Linked DNA regions of Rattus norvegicus: region 2 is linked to region 1. The links are chromatin contacts, called in public Hi-C maps. All regions are on one chromosome and are shown on one strand. Each heading gives the region's core, a stretch centred on a gene start, on an enhancer-like site or on the middle of the called end of the contact. The rest is flanking DNA. Distances are from core to core; before and after follow the strand shown. Region 1 holds the start of Pcbd2 (pterin-4 alpha-carbinolamine dehydratase 2). Region 2 holds the start of C17h5orf24 (similar to human chromosome 5 open reading frame 24).

The links. A called contact is a pair of places that touch in the nucleus more often than the background predicts.
Region 2: a contact with region 1 is called in a Hi-C map of liver, with 2.2 times the contacts expected there. The contact joins the promoter of C17h5orf24 here to the promoter of Pcbd2 in region 1. A contact is called at or near these places in 5 of 12 Hi-C or Micro-C datasets (Schwann cells, frontal cortex, kidney and 2 more) and 1 of 1 datasets of contacts at active chromatin or transcription factors (oligodendrocytes).

What each region holds. Positions count from the first base shown.
Region 1 is chr17:8,899,832-8,902,912 of GRCr8, forward strand. Pcbd2 (pterin-4 alpha-carbinolamine dehydratase 2) reads right to left here and starts at 1,436. Exons shown (of 4, transcript NM_001402494.1): 1 at 1,330-1,436. The coding sequence starts at 1,410.
Region 2 is chr17:8,936,678-8,939,758 of GRCr8, forward strand. C17h5orf24 (similar to human chromosome 5 open reading frame 24) reads right to left here and starts at 1,449. Exons shown (of 2, transcript NM_001400770.2): 1 at 1,224-1,449.

The sequences.
Region 1 (3,081 bases), core at 186-2,685:
ATTCCTTCTTTTATTGGGAGAAAGAAACCAGGTAAGAAAGAGAGAGGAGTTTAGTGTACCTAAATACATCTGTATCGAAATTTATCTTAAGTAAATTAATTTTTTTTTTCGGAGCTGATGACCGAACCCAGGGCCTTGCGCTTGCTAGGCAAGCGCTCTACCACTGAGCTAAATCCCCAACCCCTAAAGATTCATTTATTTATTATATATAAGTACACTGTAGCTGTCTTCAGACACACCAGAAGAGGGCATCAGATCTCTTTACAGATGGTTGTGAGCCACCATGTGGCTGCTGGGAATTGAACTCAGGACCTCTGGAAGAACAGTCAGTGCTCAACCGCTGAGCCATCTCTCCAGCCCGTAAATTAATTTTTTTAAATGTTAACTACATGCAATGACTAGACCTGGATTACGCCAGGAAAAAAATTTTTTTCCTCTAAAGTCATTAGTTAAACATAATGGACGTTATCTGCATAATTTTCTGACTTCAACAATTCTACTACGTAACAAGAAAAACTATTCTGGAAAATGTATTATAGAAATTTTACAGGAAAATAAATCATGTCTATGACTTATTCATTAAAAAAAAGTTATCGAATGGGTTCTAACGAGCGCCTGAAAATGAAATGGTGCGCTCCACGCTACATTTTCCACTAGATGGAGCTGCTTGTTAAAAAAAAAAAAAAAAAAAAAAAAAACAGCCTCGGTTTGCTCTCCCTCCCCTCCACCCCTTACCCCCTCAATGAACAACCCCTCAGATGGTCTCACAGCACACCTCACCGGGTGCGCGGTAATCCTCCTGCCTCAGCCTCGCTAGATACAAGAATTACAAGTCACAACGCACGGCCAAAATCCGAAAGTCTGAAGTAAGAAAATTAAATGTCCCCTTTAAAAGTGGTGAGAAAAATCGATGTGCCCTTCAAAAATAGGGAAAGGGAGGTGGAGCGGTTACTAATTCTTCCTAAAGCTCTCTGACCCGAAACAACACGGTTAGCCGATCACTTAGGAGGCCACCCCAGGACCGCTTGTAGCATACAGAATGGCCACGGCCCATCATCGGCTTCACATTTAGATTTTTTTCCCCCACGACATTGTCTCCGGTGAGCAAGCTCAAAAACTACGGCTGAAACAGCCTGGGTGTTTTGTTTTGTTTTGTTTTGTTTGAGGCAGGGCCCACTACGGAGCCCCGGCTGGCCTCGAACTCACGGATAACCCCCAGCCTGAGCCACCTCCGCGCCGGGACTGCAGCGTGGGAGCTGCGGGTCTGCGCGCGCAGCCGCTCCCACCCAGCTGAAGGAAGGCCCTGCGTCCCGCGCGGGCCGCACTCACCATGGCCGCCCCGCTCGCGCCCCGGCAGCGCAGCGCCACCAACCAGCGCCCCGCGCCGCGCACGCCCACCGCCGCCGCCATGGCCCCGGGCTGCCCCGCGCGCTGCCTGATGCGGCGCCGAAGGCCCCCGGACGGGATGGCCGCCGCGCCCGCGGGGACTCGCAGCAGACAGAGCGCCCTCCGCGGGACGAGCAGCCGGGGTTCGCGGGGCCACGGCTCCCGTGGTCAGTGTTTAAAGACCCGGCCGCCGCGCTGAGCTCGCTCCTCTCTCCCGCTCCACCATACCGCATGCACAAGTGCATCACCGAGACCCAACCTGGGACCGGTGGGACACCTAATTTCTCTTCCATGCCTTATGTTTGTACGTTAATCTTCATTATTCTTTTGCCATTTTTTTTTCTTGCGATGTAAGTGACAATAAAATTCATTTTAAAGCCCGTGGTGTGTGTCGGGGGCGGGGTGGGGGTAGGGATAACATAGCGGTGAGTTTTAAGTAAAATGTTGCAGCTCAGTTTACATCTTTTTGGTTTTTTACTAAGTAACTTTATTGTGTTCCTTTCTTGAGGCAGTTTTCATGAAGCCCAGGTACAGAGTTGCAGAGGCTGGCCTTGAACATCTGTCTTCATCTCCCAGGAGCTGGGGATTCAGGACATGTGCCACCGTGCACAACTGTTAGTCTTTTCTAAATTAGTACATTAATATTACCAATTTGCCTGGCACGGTGGCACACGCCTTTAGTCCCAGAATTCTAGAGGCAGAGGCAGGTGGAATGCTGGGCGTTGCAGGCCAGCCTGAGATACACAGCAGTCTAAAATACCAGTATGTTCTTATTTTTATCTGTTTTACAGAGAATTTGGCAAAGGGATATATTAAAGAGCTCATTTAACATTGGTTTCACAATTGCTAGCAGTCTTATATCCCAAATGGACTTAGAAGAAAAGAATAAAGGCTCAAAATAACCTAAAATTTAGACTTCTTTTGCCTGATTAACAAGATGTTAACAATCTAGAAAAGCAAGACTCAGGATAATCTGAGGGTGCTGGTCAGGCAGCACTGACTTAAAATAACGTGGGTAACAGCATGGATTCCTTAAGGCTCATGCCTAAGGATCTGGTACGGGGGTTAAAATTAAAAGTCTTATTATATGTTTATGAACATGGAAAATATTCTTGAAATGTGTATATTAAAGTGAGGATTTTTTCCAGGACATGAGGTACAAGCCTGAATCTCAGCTTTCAGGACAGGCATGAGGACCTGAGGTTTGAGACCAGCCTGGGCTACCGCTTAGAACTGAAAACAGAATGGTAGGGGGTGTTAACAAAGTGGTGGCCCGTCATTTTCCCACCTTCACGCCACTGTCTGAAGCCATGGCTTCCCAAATCTAGTCATAAAGCAGCAGGAAAAGGATGGGCATGGTGGAGGGACATCAGAGGCTGAGCTAGTGTCTCAAACACTGGACAAAGTGACCTCAACAGTAATCTATCAACCCAGGTACAGTGGCACTCGCCTTTAATCCCAGCACTTGGGAGGCAGACACTGGAATCTCTTTGAGTTCCAGGCCAGCCGACTTGAGGCCCTATCTCAAAAAATGCAAAGCATAATTTACTGTTAGGCCATTGGTGCTCATGTCTGAATTTAGAGAACAGTTTTTCAAGAGGTTTGTATAAATTATATGTTGTCTCTATAAGATTTTCTGTTTTTAATAAGCATATGGAGGGGGCACATGTTATGGTGTTATGACTCACAGAGATT
Region 2 (3,081 bases), core at 199-2,698, 37 kb after region 1:
ACAGCAGAAGAGGGCATCAGATCCCATTACAGATGGTTGTGAGCCACCATGTGGTTGCTGGGATTTGAACTCAGGACCTCTGGAAGAGCAGTCAGTGCTCTTAACCGCTGAGCCATCTCTCCAGCCCAAGACCCGTACATTCTTAATCGCTTCCCCCCCACCCCCCAGCTATTCCTGGATTCTCTCCATGCAAAGCTCACTAAAATGATGTGGGTTACATTTAAGAAAGTGGGAAGAATGCCTAGCAAGCGCAAGGCCCTGGGTTCGGTCCCCAGCTCCGAAAAAAAAGAAAAAAAAAAAAAGTGGGAAGAATATGTAGTTGGCATGTAAGCTAAGAGTTAAAGAACAAATTGTGTTGCATAGCGAAGGCTACAGCTGTTCGTAGTACTAGGGGTGGAACCCAATGCCTTGCACATAGCAAGCAACGGAGAAGTATCTTTTAAAATGGTTTACTGGAAAGTTTAAGGAAGCCAACAAGGAGTTTTACTGAGACTTAAATTAATAGTTTTGAAGGTCTGCTGCGATTTGCTTTCCCTGCAGTTTTACTGTAGGTAATCCCGCCGTCTTTCAATGAAAAAAAAATCACTTTTTTTTTAACCTTGCATGTGGCAGACATAGCTCCCAAGAAAACTATCTTTAGTAAATTCACAAGACACCTTGAAGCTCTGTAAATATAGCAAAGCTTCAAAGGCCCACATCCCGTTCTCGTCCAAAGATCAAATATCACATAATCCTCGGGGGTTTTGTTACTATTTGGCTAACTACTATAGATAATTACATGTGACTTCATAATTCTAAACCAGTGTGTGTGGAGGGCCGTGTCAATCATTGAGGGTGCTGCTCCGCTCCCTGCCTCGCGAGAAGTTTAGATACTAGGACACAACATAAATAACGGTCTCCTTTGTCTTCTCTGCGCTCCTTAACCGTGCCCCACGGCGGCTCCCCCAAGCCAGCATCCTAACTGGAACCCGAAGCGTTCCCCGCCGTGTCGCCGGGATGCGGGGTCTACCGCAGCTCGAGGGCGAGCCTGCATCCCCGCGCCCACCCTGCAGCCATGGCTGCGCGGCCCGCGCCGTGACTTCCGCCTGCCGCGAGGCCGGCGGGCATCCGGGCGGAAGTACCGCGGGCCCAGCCGCCCCGGAGGAAGGAGGAGTTCGCGCTCTCCGCCGCATCCCGCGCCCGGGCTCGCCAGACCCCTCGCCAGCCGCCGCCCCGCGCCCTACCTCGGCCGCTCGGAGCCCGGCCCTCAGAGCGCCCAGGGGCCGCCCATAGGCAGGAAAGCCCCCGCCCGTTCCGTTCAGTCCGGCCGCGCCCTCTCCGTGCGGCCCAGTCCAGTCACGGCAGAGGGCCGGCGGCGGCGGCGGCGAGGCCCACGCCAGCGCCCGACTCCCAAGAGCCCTCACCGCGGGCCCCGGACGCGGGAGGAAGAGACCGCCACAGCCCCGGAATGTGAGCGCCGCTCGCGCAGGCGCAGGCGCACGCCCGCCCGCCTAAATATCGCGAGACCGGTCGTGCGGCCCGCGACAGAGTTCGCGCGCGCGCGGCGTGGACGCGGCCTTTGCGGAGCTGCGTGTCGGGCCGAGAAGAGAGAGCGGTTAGCCTAGGTGAAATTCCGATGGTCCTACCACTCGGTAGATTTCTCAGATCACAGGATTACTCGGTGACGCAGGCAACGTTTGAATCCCGCTGTTGTTTTCCAGAAGCCGTTTTCACGGCTGTTTCTAAACGATGCCTGATCATGTCTGCCCTTTAGCTTCTTAGGGGTGGGTAGGGCGAGATTACCCACCTCCAAACCTGAGACTATTCAGATGGTGATAGTGTTAGGGCTCTCAGACATAAGATGTGTAATAATTAAAAGTACTTTGTGGGATGCCCCGTAGCATTTAGTTTTGTTTTTTAAATCCCTGACATCTATAGATTGTGCCAGATCCTTCATCCTAAAAAGGGCGAGCCACTAGCCTGATTGCATTTTGGCCGTTCCTTCGGAGTCACTTTGTGGTAGAATTATCCTGGATTCTTGTAGAGTTCTTACTACGAGAAGGTGACATGAAATTGACAGTCTTCCAGCACTCCGTTCCGAGGGAAATCCAAAACCTGTCCAGCAGGAGGCAACAAAGACCTCATCTTCTGCTCAGGAACCCAAGGAGCCCCTCCCTTCAAAGGTCTGCAAGCATACATTAACAACATAGTTTTGCTGTTTTTGTTTTGTTTAAGATGAAAGAAAACAGCCACAAATCTCAGAGCTGCCCAAGGAGACTCCTGTGTGGCATCAGAGCTGCCCAAGGAGACTCCTGTGTGGCATCAGAGCTGCCCAAGGAGACTCCTGTGTGGCATCAGAGCTGCCCAAGGAGACTCCTGTCTGGCAGAGAGAACCGCTGCGATGCTTCTGGCAGCTGCTCCAATATTGGCCTTGCTTTGTCTCCCTTTGGATGAGCCAGCCTACGTCACCCCAGATGACCCTGCTCACACATCTACTGGGTCTCAACTGCAGCAGTCTTCTGTCTGCTCAGACAGCGACATCTCCCCATCCCATGACAGCTCGACCATAAAAACACTACTCCCTTCGTGCTCTGGAAGCATCTGGGGAAACTTCCTTCCCAGCAGGGCTCTGTGCTGTAACACAGGTCTGGGGAAGACCAGTCTCCAGGGTTTCATTGCCTACTGGGGCCTTCTGTCTTCTGGCAGAGTGGGCCTAGTGGGTTGTAAGAAAAAAGCAGGTGACTTGGAGCTGGCAGCCTAGAAGCAGGTAGCAGGTGGCTAGACTGTAGCAGCAAGACTGCACAGATCTGGGAGTCAGACTGGGAGGTGAGACTGGAGGTCCACCATCCTGCTCAGAGAGAGGAAGGCACTGAGTTGCTAGCTCTGGCTACTGAGCTGTGACATTAAGTTGAGGGTACTGATGTCCCCATTTTTGAGCATTAACTAGAGACAGGAAACCAGTTCCCTGGCACTTAAAAGCTGCTCTCAAGAGGAGGGTCCTGGCACTGCATTTGGTTACTGGCTCAGCTCAAGTCAGTTTCTTTTTTTTTTTTTTTGGTTCTTTTTTTTCCGGAGCTGGGGACCGAACCCAGGGCCTTGCGC